Regions from separate parts of the Dromaius novaehollandiae genome. Here region 2 is linked to region 1. The links are chromatin contacts, called in public Hi-C maps. All regions are on one chromosome and are shown on one strand. The core of a region is the stretch at or near the end of the contact, and the rest is flanking DNA. Distances in the headings are between cores, read along the strand shown. Region 1 holds the start of KIF26B (kinesin family member 26B). Region 2 overlaps SMYD3 (SET and MYND domain containing 3).

Region 1 (7,084 bases), core at 1,160-3,659:
CTGGCTCAAAAGCACCCCCGAGAGCAGCCTCTCCCCCCTCCCTTAGGAGAAGAAGGGCTCCGACAGCCCTTCGCAGCCTTGCGCGGTGGGGCCGATCCCCTGCCCAGGACGGCAGGCATTTCCCTGGACGGGGGAGGAAGGGCGGCGCGGGGCCCCGGAGCCGGCCAGGCGCCGCCGCCGCGGCAGCCCGCAGAGGGCGCCCGCCGCCCGCGAACGCCGCTCCGCGGGGCCGGGCCGGGCCGGGCGCCTGCCCAGCTGTGCCCGCGCGCCGTGGGGCCGCCCCAAAGCCCGGCTCCCCCAGCCGCGGGGGCGGCGCAGCTCCGGGCGCATCGCAGCTTCTCGCCACGGCCCGGCTCGCCGCGCCAGGCGCTGCCCGAGCCCCGGTGCCCTGGAGCTGGAGCGGACGGGGAGGCGCGGGCAGACCTTCGCCCTGCGGGGCTGCAGCCTGCAGCCCGGCGTTTGTCAGCGCGCCCGTCGGTCCGTTGCCCCCTTGCCCACAGGAGAGGCGTCATCTCGCAAGGTGGGCATGCCGTTACGCACAGGATGATCACTGACAGAGCAGATGTGGTTAGGCAGGCATAGCTAGCAGCGTGTCAAAGGTCTGATGAAAAACAAAGCAAATCTGCCAGTTCGCCACCAGAAATGCTAATCCCGGAAAATTAAAAGTTATACACCATGGTGTAAATGGCACATGGCTGCCTACAGTCAGTGTCTTCGGGCCTACAGTGTATACCCACTCAGTACTGCTATAAACTTGCACTGCATTTTTCTGCGTTACCTTGTCATCCTGATCACGTCTGTCTACAGAACAAAACGTGGGATCTTTGCATGTGGATTTATGTGAAACCCATTCGCTCGCAATAGGAGCTAGGACACGTCTCCTTTGTTTGCCTGTTTGTCTGCTTTCTCGTGGCCCATATGTAAACGCATAAGGCACTAGTGGTGCAATCTGGCTACCTTGGGCTGCACTGCTTCTGCAGCTTAGACTAAAGCTTTCTTACCCAGAACAGGAATGGCTGCTCCACCGTAAGAGCAATAATCCAGTGAAGTTAAAACATAATAGAGCATCTTATGCACCTTTAATACTGGCAGAATAGTTATGAAAACTGAAAGGCACTGGGAGCTTCCTACCTCGGTGATCCAGTGGAACGGTTTTAGTTCCTCGCGGCCCTTGCAGCCCAGGAGACATCAGACATGCTGAAAGGGTGTGTTTATATGGAGTAAGGTAGAAAGGTGGATTTAAGTCCCCTGTGCATTCTGCCCTCTCATTTGCATCACCCTGTATTTTGACTATATCGGGAGTCTGGCATTTAGCTCTTTACTGCATCCATTTCTGAGGAAATAAATCAGCAACTTGTTTTGAGGAGGGAGATTTATTAGAGATGACTGTGCTGTCGTAAGGATTTGAAATAAATAAGGATGAGTAACCAGATACACATAGTCTGTGAAAAGAAATCATAATTAAAAGGGAAAGATTAATAAGGAAGAAAGTGTGTAGAATTTTATTGTTAAGAGATCGCTTTATTATGCCCTCGACTGCAAGTTAATTTAATACACCTAAAATTACAACATGGAAAAGAGATGCCAGTGACTGTCATAGATGCAGCCTGCTTTTCTTTCACAGTTATTTAGGGAGATTCGGAACATTTGTGAAATCACGTTCGTTAAAGCCCTCAACACAGGCAACTAACCAATAACTGCAGTGGAAGCAACAAGGTTTCCTCACCCCCCCCCCCCCCCTTTTCAAGAAACGGGGGAAAATCGCAAATGTCAATCAAGCAATACTGCAAAATAAAATGGACCCTGCTCGGCAGCCGGCGCAGAGCTGCGGCGCGGCTCCGGCGGGGCGTGTGGCGCCTTCGGGGGCGCCCGTGCAGGCGCGCTGCAGCTCCGCGGCTGGCCGGGGAGCGCGGAGCCCGAGCCCCTCTTCCCTCACGAAACTGTCAGGCACAAGCGGGCAGGAGGATATTGGCTGCAAGGGACTCAGAGGCTCCTCCCAGAGACTGGCTCCCGATATTTTTGGAGGATTTCTTTTAACTCAGTTACAAACCTTGGTGAAGGAAACAAGTTACCACAGTAGCAGAGGGAGCAGGCTGGGCTGCGCGGGGAGCGCTGCTGCTCCTGCACCTTCCTGAAGCTCCCCTGGATGCTTCGCTTCACTCGCGGAGGAAAACCGTACTGTCTGCTGGGGGAAATGCCGGTACTCTGGGTGTTGCTGCTCCTGTGAGAGCACGGATCGTACGTGAACGAGGGAGAAGACAATGAGGAAGAACCGGCTGGAGAAAGACCCGAATCCTAAACATTTTCCCGAGAATTGATGGTGTCTGGGGGCTGAGTGCTGCCTGAGGAGAAGGCTGCACCCAGAGCAGAGGCTGCCGCCTGCCCAGCCAGCGGGGAGCCTCTGTGGCGGCGAGAATTCCCTGCGGATGTAAACTGGGAAACCTGTAGGAAATTCTCCAGTTGTCAAGCCATCATGAATTCAGTGGCTGGAAATAAGGAGCGAATTGCAGTCACGACGCGGAGCAGAAAATACGGGGTAAGTTGTCCGCGGAGGAGAGGCACGGCCGCCTGCGCCTGCCGCGGTGCGGGGGGCTCCGCGCCCCTCCCCCCGCGCCCGGCGGTTGCCGGCGCTGCTCGCGCGCTGCCCGCCAACGGCCGCCAACGGCCGCGGGCCCCGCGGCGCCAGCCCCCCGCCCCGCGCAACTTTTGCGGCCCCGGCGGCCGCTCCGGGCGCGCGGCGGAGCGCGGCGGGGGGGGGGGGGGGCGCGGCGCGGCGCGGGGGGTCCGCGGGCGCGGCGCGTCTGAGTGAAACTTCCCAGCGCCGCCGGCCCCGCCGCGCTGACCCGCTGCCTCCCTCCTTCTCCCGCTCCAGGTGACCGACCCCTGCTCCCCCACCAAGCCCGCCGCCCCCTTCTCCCCCGAGAGCTGGTACCGGAAGGCTTACGAGGAGTCCCGGGCGGGGAGCCGCCCGGCGCCGGAGGGAGCCGGCTCTGCCCTGGGCTCCTCCGGCACCCCATCGCCTGGCTCCGGCACCTCGTCGCCGGGCTCCTTCACGGGCTCGCCGGGGCCTGCCTCGCCCGGCATCGGCACCAGCTCCCCCGGCTCGCTGGGCGGCTCGCCGGGCTTCGGCACCGGCTCGCCGGGCTCCGGCAGCGGCGGCGGCTCCTCGCCGGGCTCCGACCGCGGCGTCTGGTGCGAGCACTGCAACGCCCGCCTGGCGGAGCTGAAGAGGCAGGCGCTGAAGCTTCTTATCCCCGGGCCCGTCAGCAGCAAGGTGAGAGAGCGGGCGCCCGGCGTGTGCGCGGGGCTGGCCGGGGCACCCTGCCCCGCCGCCGGCGCTGCCGCGGCGAGCGGGCTCCGCGCCGAGGCGTTCCTCCGCCCGTGCCGCCGCCGAGGTTTTCGGGGGTTATCTGGACTGGCCCCTCTTTGCCTTGTAGCCACGTCCCACCCCCCTCCTCTTGCTTCGCGTGGAGCAGGGCCCCTCTGTCCCTGGAGGGCTGAAGGCCTCGGGGCCTCTGTGGCAGACTTAGGCTCGCACCGTGCCTCCGCCTGTCTTTGCATGGAGGGTGGTTTGCACGGTGATTTCCCACGATTTGTTTTCTCCTTCCCCGTGAAGGACAGGCAGGGTTGTGAATATCACATGGGAGTTATCGGTCCCTTCCCCTTTTGCTCTCCTCCATCCCTAAAAGCTGCGTTTGCAAAATGACCCGAGACTTGGCAGCCAAGGTGTGTACTGTCTGATGCCTGCAGTTTGTAATTCCCATGCCGCGCCTGGCATAAGAGCGACCCTCCTGTAGCTCCAGGTCCAGATGAAGCACTGAAATACAGCCTGAGCCCTAAGGTCACTTGGGAAGGCTGTGGCAGACCATGGCATTGAACCCAGATCTCCAGGGTCTCATTAACTGAAGGACAACTTGGTGTTGGTTCCCTTTTGCAGAGAAGCAGCTAGATTTTTTTTTTCCAGAAGAAACCTTAAAAATACCCAGAGCATTGGGTTGAAAAATACAGTGCCTAAAGAGCAAGCAAGCATTTCTGAAATCTGGCCCCAGGTTTTGAAAGCTGACTGCTTGTGGTAGGAGAGAGAAGTGTGCTTTCTGTCTCTGCTGAGAATCTAGTCCCTCTAAAGGCACACTCTGAAATTCCCTGGTTTTGTTTTATTTTGTCTTGTTTTTTTCTTGTCCTCATTTGTACTGCATATAAAGATTAACAGCCATACAAAGTGATCACCAGCTTTTGGCTGAACCAGTGCTACCAAAATAGTAAGCTTTGGGCCCCTCCATAGCAACCCTGCGAGTGTTGTATTGTGAATGGGTCTAGAGCTCCCAGAATGTAACACAATGCAAATTTGTTTGCCCTGTTGGGTCAGGTACTATCAACGGATAATATTTACTCTTCCACTTCAAAGAGTTTTCGTTAGTGGTTACAATAAAGAGGTATCATGGAAAAGAGCTGATTGCTGTGGAAGGGTCCGTGGTATTACTGTTGTGTTGTATTCACCGGTATTTATTTATGTGCTGTTACAGAGGGATTTGGTGCTGTCTTGAACAAAAGACTAAAGGGCTGGTTGTAACCTTTTCTCAAGAGCTGGCTTAACTGAATTATTCATGAAAAGGGAAGGGGGGAACCAAGAAAAATTAATACAGTTAAATTGACTATTAATACATAGCTAATTCCTTGAAAAGTCACCCTGTATCAGAATCCTTACAGATTTCAGGCTGCATGATTTGGCACTGATTACCAGCTGTGGGTATAGGTGTGAAATTGCCAGTGCGGATATGGGGACCATAAGAATAAGTGAGATGGGTGAGGATAAAATGTAAGCAGCAAGGCTTCCTGTTTCTCACAAACTGTTAGATAGCAAAGAACAGGCAGATTTTGCAGTGATGTAAAGATTTGTGCAGGATTCTCATAATAGTAGTAGTCATTGCCTGTCCTAGCCTTCCACAGGTGTTACCCTCATGTTATTACTGCCAATTGTCTTGTTCTCTTGCTCACACAGTCTGGCTAATGGCATTGTGCAGGCCAGGTTGTACAGTCTTTATTAGCATCAGTAGTAAGCCTTACTTCTCCAGTTTTTAGCCTGTTCACCCTGTGCTCCATTTCTTTTCTAACATCTCCTCTCCCAACCCCTGAGTTCTGCAGGAGTGTTGTTTACAAAGCCATTGCTATCCAATGTGTAGATATGGATTTAGAGAGGAGGAAAGAGGCAGAAATAAGGTGGTCCTTGAGGGCTGTGGTGACCCCCTACTCTACTAGCTTTGCTCAAAAGTACTTGCACTTTCAACCCTGCTGGGGTGCTCCAGCCTTTTGCACACAGCTTCCTTCCACAGATTGGTGCTACCTGGTTGTGGCTATCTGCGGAAACATCACCTGCATCTTCTCTGTCTTATTTACAACCATTAGGAACTTCTGGGGCCAGTGGTTCCTGCCTTCAGCAGACACTGCCTAGCACAGTGAAGCTTTGGTTTAGGTGACCCAGGATGTGAATATCATGGCTAGTGCCATTGACTTCTTTGGACCAAATGTGATGTGCCAGTCTTGCAAGTTCATTGTTGCTGGTATCCACTAAGTTGCCTTAACAGTGTCTGCTCAGTAGAAAGCAGGGTGCTGGCGTTTGCTCTCCAGCTCAGCCAGGGTCTGCGTGCTGCCTTCGCAGCTGTGTGTTACAGTGATGTACTGGGGTTACTCTCTGCAAGAGAGGTGTACAGGGTCTCTTGGAAAAGTGCAGAAAACTGTCATGTGTCTGGGCAAAATTTACTTGCAGTTTGGACTGAGGCTGGAGTTTACCATGCTATGCTGACGTACCTGGCATTTTTTTTAGGGTCCTGTGAAGTATACTCTTTATTCGTTCTGTGGAAATAGGTTTTATGGGAGCAGGTTTTATCCAACCAGTGATTTCAGTGGAAGCATAAGCAGATCAAATTCCTGGTTCTGGATATTTCCCCAGAACTTACTAAGCATCTTACAGCTCAAGACTGTGGTGCCCAGTAAGGACATAGCTAATTGGTAATACACCTTTATTAGAACAATTAATGAAGCATTTAAAGTGCATCAGTCACCCTTTATAAATCCAGCTGGCTTATGAGACACTCTTTGCTGGAGCTGTTGAAGGCAGCCTAGAAATTTCCTTAGCATTATCATCAGCGACACCTATTTCACATTTATATTGTATTTAGAAATGCTTGTAACTGGGGGTATTGTGTATTGCAGAACAAGCAGAATCTGAGAGTATCTGTGTTTTGACATGGATCTAGCAGAGGATATTGGAATCTGCAGTAAGCTATCTGAATGTGAACCTACGCTAGTGGTTTTTACTGTGCATAATCGTATGAAGGTTTGCATGTATCTGTAAAGTGCAATAGCACAGTTAATTCCTGCATAAACAGACCAAGCCTTATATGTGAAGCTAGGCATTGAAGCTCTTTGTTTGATACAGAAAAAGCAATACTTAACCTGGAGCAAACTGCCTCTGACTAGCTCATTGTTAGTGCTGAGGTGTTGAGCTTTTGGCTTTAAATAGAAGCATTCTCTCCTAATATGTCAACAGGATGGAAACTTGGGGTTTGAGTTTTCTTTGTGAGACGCAAAGGTGAGGTATATGTAATTCTGCTACTTTATTTTAACCGTTTAAAATGCTGTATTCCCTGACATTTACAAAAAGAAAAAATGCTAAAGGTTGTTTTTTTTCCCTCTTGTGATACTGATGTGAATAAATGATGTACAGCAATTACCTGCATACAAGGGGTTGTGTGTTATGAGAATGAAATGTTATTGTAACCCCCATGTGAAGCACGCCTGTGGGAAATGACTAGCATGAGTGGTTGTTATAGTTGCACAGTGCAGTATAACTGAAAGTATCTTAGAGCATTTGTCAGCCATTGTTTGTGCGGTTCTTGTTACAGAGTCAAACATTAGCATGGCAATAAGGACTGTCTCAAAAAATATTGATGTTGGATATTTTGATTTCTCATTTTTAAACTTTAAGCTTTTTCTTGGGCTATGCTTTTAGGACATCAGACAAAGTTCTAGGATAGACATTTATGGCATCACGCTCCATGTGTATTAAAATTCGAGTGAAATCTGG
Region 2 (7,084 bases), core at 3,030-5,529, 510 kb after region 1:
TTATTTTCTCAATGATTTTGCATAGCTATAAGAAACTGCCAGCAAAGGAATAATTGTGAGAAATTGTCTGAAATGACTGCCAGTCTGCTGATGAAATAACTGCCCTTTCTACTTCCTTCACAGCAAGGGTAGGAGGTTACATTTTCTGGAAAAAAAAATTGCAATCTAAACTAACACAATAATGGCTGTTTTTGTTGATTTCAGTAGCCAGGAGACAACAACACGTTCTTTGGCTGGCTTGGGTTTTTACAGCTTTGCCGTGTATGATGAAAATAGACTTTCTCCAGGATAATTACTGCCACCTGGTTGAGCTTGCAGCCTTCTACTGTAATAAAATTCTCACATTAGGATTTTCTTTAACAAAAACACATAAACAAAATACATAAAAATACTGGACAGCAACCAGACTGAGTATTTACATTTTGTAGATATACCTGATTACCCAGCTCATAATGTGGCCCAGTAGAATCAGTCGTGAATTTGTAGCTCTGGGAAGGAAATGGGGTGGTAGTTTCCTTCCTTTTCTTTAACATTCTCCCAGAGTCTTAAATGCAGTTGCCATTATTGTTATACTGTTATACTGGCAGCAAGCAACTGCTTACACAGTATGATGTATTTCTTGGACAGTCTTTTATAAATTCGCTCCTTGCTTAGTCTTGTACTCATGGTAATTTGCTTGGTGAACACACAAGGAAAGCTAGACAAATTTAAAGGTGAAGTGAATCAGTTTTGTTAGTTCTAATGATGGGGCTAAGGGGAGACTGCAATCTTTAACTGAAGTAAAGGGTAGAGCTGCACCACAAAAATCCATCCCTGCATGGAAACTTGTGTTTGGCCAAGTTCACTTGACTCAGATGACAGCCTGAGGCAAACGCAAATCTTCCACACAAGACCAGAAGTCCTCCTAGTGGTCTAAGTGGACCTGGAGATCATCAGGAACAATGAACATTCATGGGGCTCAGCAAGATGAGCTCCTCTGAAAAGCCTTCAAAGGCCACCTCTAAATTTCTGGCGATCTTCCTCTCCCCTCCAACTCCATTAACATGCTCATGATGTACAACAAACATTCTTCAGTCACAAGCACCAGTTTCTAACTTATAAAAAATAACACTTTATTTCAAAATAATGGCTATAATACTACAGCATCCATCACCTAGCTCATAAACTGAGAGCTGGAACCACTTGGTCATTTAGTTAATGGGTTGAAATAATGAGAGTTAAACAACAGAAAACATACCATAATAAATACATTAGATTAAAGCAGCTTTTTATGTTTTGCCAGGGTTTTCTTCCCTAACTTAAATTAAAATTTGCAAATATAAGGAGTTTAATAAATACGTGCCTGGCTTGGGGCTAGCGTGCAAGATAAACAATGGCTCACAAAAAAAATATATCAAAGATGCATGCTTTTGCCCCAGTACAAAATCTTGTGGCTTACTGGATTTCATATTGTATTACCAAGTGGGACTCTATGCTGCAAACTGGAACTATGCCAGATTAACCAAGCTTTAGTGTGTGGGACCCTGTACATTATATACACATTCTTCCTATAACAATAATTAAGATATATAGGGAACGCTTTCAAAAAACTCTGTTGTATACATAACTAGAAATAATAATTCTTACATTGGGATTTTTTTTAGGCCTGGGTCTTGCAAATTTATACTTCATATAGACTCAGTAGTTGGGTCAGCCAACAAATTAGAAGCTTGCACCCTTCACATTACATGATGGAAATATCTCTAATTTCAAGACTTTTCAGGATGAGACACTGAGTTTCTTTTAGCCAGCATCAATCAATGTATACTCTGGTAAGATGTTGTTTGAATATACACTCATTTGTGCAATATTTTTCTCCTTTTGAACATGCGAGTACACATAGAAATTTCAGATAAAACAGATACAGTAAAATAGCTTGTTAAGGTTTTTATGCTTCCATGAGCTGCTCGATAAATTGTACATAGTAAAAGAGTGGCTTTGAACAAATGCAGTACAGAACAATTAATCGCTGGACAATGTGGCAAGGGTACATAAAACCTATTCTTACCACATTTTTAAGGTAGTACAGAATTCGATGAGTGTCCCTTACTCAGGCTAAAATTGTCAAATAGTACCTGAGGCAATAGAAACTTATACATGTGGAAACAAGAAACAACACATCTGATACAGATTTTAGAAGGCCAAATGTGGTATGAACATTTCTTCACCTAAAAGAGACTATAGAATCAAACTTGAAAATACTTTCTTAACACACATCACACTGCTTTGTCACAAATCAAACACTTCTTGTTCAAAACAGCTACAAGAAATTATATCTGGATCTAGACACAGTACAGAGTTTATATCAGTCAGTGAAATAAAGACAACAGAAAACATTTTTTCAGCTGTGCTTGAAAAAACAGAAAGAGATTATAAAATTTCATAAGTTAACCTAAATATATCTACATCATCACTGAATAAGAAACAAAATACCAACTTTTGCGTTACTACTAATTGAGTCTTTCCTTCTCTTAGGAAAGTCGGAGTATCATCTTATGTATAATGGAAGTTTTTCTCCAAAAAGCCTTTCTGAGCAGTAAGGAGGCTATCAAAATAAAAACAACAGGATGAACTTTATCAGTAGGATTTTATAGGCTGACCTCCATTCGGTAGGAAGTGAAGAGACTCAGCAGACTTTCAGATGACATGGAGCTAGGGGGAGTAGCTGATATGGTCAATGCCAGAGTCTCAGTCCAGAAAGACTTCAATAAATTTGAGGACTGATCCAACAGACACCTCAAGACTTTCAATGAGGAAAAACGCAGACTTCTGCACCTGGAGCGGAAAAACCCTATACGCTGACATAGGCTGGGAAATGCGTGGCTAAGCAGCGTCTCTTACAGCGTCTGACATCAGGCTGCAACAGCGAGCCCTGACTGCGAATAAAACAAATTGCATACTGAATCACATTAGGAGGACCGTGGCTAGCAGACCAAGGGAAGCTGTTACACCCCTGCTCAGCAAGGGTGAAAGCCAGTTTTGGGTCCCTCAGTTCAAGAGGGATGCAGAGACGCTGGAGAGGGCGCAGCAAAGGGCCACCAAGATGATCAGAGGCCTAAAGCACATACCATATGCAGAGAGGGTGAAGGAGCTGGGCACATTTATTCTGGTGAAGAGGAGGCCACAGGGTGATTTAATAACTGTCTACAACTATTGAAGGGTGGTTATTAAGACAACATCGCCAAACTGACCTTGGTAGCTCCAGACAACATGGCAAGGACAACAAGCACAAGTCACAGCTTCAGAGGTTCAAGCTGGACAGCTGGAAAAACTTTTTCACCAGCAGGACAGTGCAGCTGGGAACAGGCTGCTGAAGAGGTCATGGAATTTCTAACCTTAGAAAGGTTCACCCGGACAAGGCAATGACTGATCTGATGTAGTGTTGGTGACAGCCTGCTTCTGAGAAGAAGCTTGCAGTGGATGACCTCCAGAGTTTTTTCAAAACAGCACTTTCATGATTCTTTGAAATAAAACAGTCCAAAAATATCCCTCCATTCTTCCTTAATCTGCTATTTTACTGATCAGATACTGTAAACATTGATTTTTTCCCCATTTCTACTAGATATTTCTATGCAATAGATGTACTCACCAAACCCAACATTTTAATGCCTCTTTAAGTACAAGATGTTCTTGAACATGATTGTGTGCATATACCTCATCTTGAAATCATTTACCAGCCCTATGATGAAATGTTAATCTTTTTTTTCTTGCTTAATTAAGAGAGATTTTTAACACTGCACAAATACTTCCACTTCCAGTCACTGGTATCTCAAACGGAACATGAAGTGCAACTGGGTGAAATGCTATTTTCAGACAGCATCACCTCCTAAAATAATGTCATAATTCTCACCGTGATATTTGTTCAGCACGCACTGATTAACTTGCACTGAACTCTTACATACAAAAAAAGGGACACACCATCTAGGAAATATCGGAGAGTGAGCACCACCTTGCTCAGTGAAACACCTCATTTCAGTGCCTGAGAATTCAAGCATAGGCTCATCGCTGACACAGGAAGTTTCTTCCTTAAATGTCTAAGGGGAAGATGGTGCGTGTCAGCTTTCAGAAGAGACACAAATGTTATCTCTGAGAGCGCCTGCAAGCCGCACACTGTTTTTGCAGAGACAACAGGGAGAACTTCGGGAAAAGCAGCCAAAAGGCCGCCACACCTGCTTAACGCGCAGCCGCTGGCGGAGGTCCCACAGCTGCAGCGCTGCGAAGGGCTGCGCGAGGGCAGGCGTCGCTGAGCCGCTGGCAACCAGCCCCCAGCAGCCCCAGCGCGGCCGCCCGCCTCCCGGCGCGCTCCTGTTGCGGGTATCTAAATACAACACGGCCGGCACGACAGACACGGGGAGCTGCTCTTTCCCTCCCTCCGTCAGGGGGGTACGTGGCCCTAGTGACTCACGAATACAAGTACAGACGCTGTCCAGGAGAAAAAGAGTTTATACCTGTTTAGGGATCTGTGCGTGCTCAAACTTTGAAGTGGGAAACGACAAATAGAGAACTCAATCAGCACTTCTTCAGAAATTGTTCGAGCACAGGAAATGAGGAAAAGCACAGACACAGCGGAGCGGCTGAGGCTGTCCTGCCTTCTTTCCAATAGGCAGGCACATTTCGGGCAGCTCTAACGGGGAAAATGTGCTTGCTTGCAAATTAAGAAGGACAGAGTGTTGCCATCAACAAACCAATGTTTGAAAAATCAACTTTGGAGCAAATGCTATCCTCTGATCCTTAATTAGTGGAAGGAAGGAAGACTCTTGCAGCAGCAAAGACCATCTCTGAGCAGCACATCAGGTACACGCCTTGTGCAATATGCAACTGTTTATCCTTTATCCACTTGCAGAGCTGCTTTGCCATTTTAAACTCTTAGCACTTGATCTAACCCAAACAAACATCAGTAGGAACAAAATTGGGCCTGGCTCGAGATCAAAATAAACATCTGAGTTCCCATGCAAATGATGTCATAAAATCTTTTTTGTAGTATTTTGGCATACTAGATAATTTCAATTAATTTTTTACTATCTAGCTGATACTATTCATGGAAAACTATTTAAACAAATAGTTAAACATAGGGCTATTTAACATGTGAAATACTGCTCAGAGGCATTCTTTCCTTTTTTGGAGACGGAAAGGAACAAAAAAGGAAAATGCTCATTCAATGGTACAGAAGTTCCAAGAAATTTCATTTAAAAATATTTCACAATAGAAGCTGCCTGGGTTCTAAAACTCATTTTAAAGGTTCAGTCTAATTCCACTCCCTGTGGTAACAATTAAGAGTTTCTGAAAAGACAATTAAAAAATATGAACCGTTGATTCACTGGGTTTAAAAGCATTGCCAACATTAAAGGCAGACAACAAAGGGAATGAAAGAAAAATAAAACCGGGGAAAAAAGGTTTTATGCTGTTTACCCCCTTGAAAAACTTTTCTTTGAAATCACTGATCCTCACAGCAATGATTGCATTTGCTGGCTTTTTATTTTAATGGTTCATTTACAGTATTAATAAAAATGGCTCTATATAAGTAATTGAGTACGTCAAAAGGTGAGGCCATCCTTCAGGTGCTTGGCATGAATCACGCTACTCTAAAACGTTCAGGAAGGTGCCTGGTGTTTCCTAGGGCTCGAACGCTTTTGTTTAGATCCCTGTTGGGAAACCACTGGATGCTTGGTACTTGTAGCAACATTGACCCCTTCAGGAAAAGAAAATTAAATACTCTGGGGCAAAACAACGCTAGTTCAGAGTAAGCAAAAACACAACCTAATTTCAGCAGGATCCCGCGGTTCGCGCCGGTAGGAGGGACTGCTAAGAGCAAGGCTAGAGCAGCACTCAGCACCACGCAACGCGTCCAGGAGAGCAGCAGCACCCAGGAAACGCCAGCACCCAGCGACAGTCTCTTTGCAGAACAAGGACTTTCTCTGGTCTCCACACACACAAGAGGAAACTGCAACGTTACCATATAGCTTAGATAATAAAAAAAAAGGAGGGCAAGTTTAAATATGTGTTTTACACATACTATGTGTACACATTTTACATAAATATGAGTTCAATACCTGTTTCGCTGTGTGACTACAAACTGCTCATGACCCAGTGTCTGGATGTGTGGAGCTGGGAGTATTCTCTCCTTGATGATCCAATTAGCAGAATCTACATTAGCAGTGCTTCTACTACATACAAAGATTAATCTCATGCTCTAATTCGTCATGATCACATTTAATTTTTTCTCAGATCATGTTGCCAAAGACTTTTCTATTTCTCTTCATTTTAGAAGTTGATTTTCTCATTCAGTGTAACTTTGATCCGCTTGTATTTAGGGAATCAAGGTGCTTGAATAGTAAGGAGAAAGGAACAGATTAAGACATTAGTTTCCTAAGACATCCAGGCTTTTGCTCTTCAAACTCGATATGGCAGACTTGTTTGGAGTGCAGGGGGAGCTTCCTCTGATGCACAGATTAGATAGCTTGATTCATTTCCTGTTTGCTATAGATGCGTTCATAACTCATCCTGTAAAGATGAAGCAATCTCTACAAAACAAGTAGAGAACTTGGACTGGAGTATTATAAATCCCCTCCCAGTTTGTCAGCTTGGAAATAGTGTGAAACATCCCTATCTAGATGCCTAAAATAGTCTTTCCTCAAGGCTAAATCCCACACAGCAGCTTGTAATGAACACGGCACATTTTGTTCTTATTTGCACTGCTCTAAAATTGCTGTATGAACTGTTGCAGCAGAGTTTCCCTCACTATCTTATGATCACCATGAGAATCAAAACCCATTTGGAGGGTTACGGGAGAACGTTGGGGCTAGTGCAAACAAGGAATGACAGGGCAGAGACTGGAACCGGAGCTCCAGTTTTGAGCTGGGTTCCCACGCCTAGTTATGCACATTTACGCATATTTGAAAATTCAGTTCCTCTCCTTTTATTAGAAACTTATAAGCAAATTTACTGTGCAGGTACATTGAATTAACATCTCTCCAAACCCAAGTCCTTTTCTTAACCACAAAATGAGTTTGGGCAAGGAATACCTCAAAATTCCCCTAAAATTCAT

Evidence for each region. A called contact is a pair of places that touch in the nucleus more often than the background predicts.
Region 2: a contact with region 1 is called in a Hi-C map of liver, with 13 times the contacts expected there. The contact joins the enhancer-like site here to the promoter of KIF26B in region 1. A contact is called at or near these places in 2 of 4 Hi-C or Micro-C datasets (brain and liver).

The regions. Positions count from the first base shown.
Region 1 is chr3:88,486,187-88,493,270 of bDroNov1.hap1, forward strand. KIF26B (kinesin family member 26B) reads left to right here and starts at 2,410. Exons shown (of 15, transcript XM_026102604.2): 1 at 2,410-2,536; 2 at 2,873-3,274. The coding sequence starts at 2,474.
Region 2 is chr3:88,997,477-89,004,560 of bDroNov1.hap1, forward strand. The region is part of intron 6 of SMYD3 (SET and MYND domain containing 3); the gene reads right to left. Among named protein-coding and RNA genes, the nearest start is that of SMYD3, 240 kb to the right of the region's middle. Within about 2 kb of position 4,280, at least 2 of the 2 cell types and tissues checked have open chromatin away from gene starts, as enhancers often do.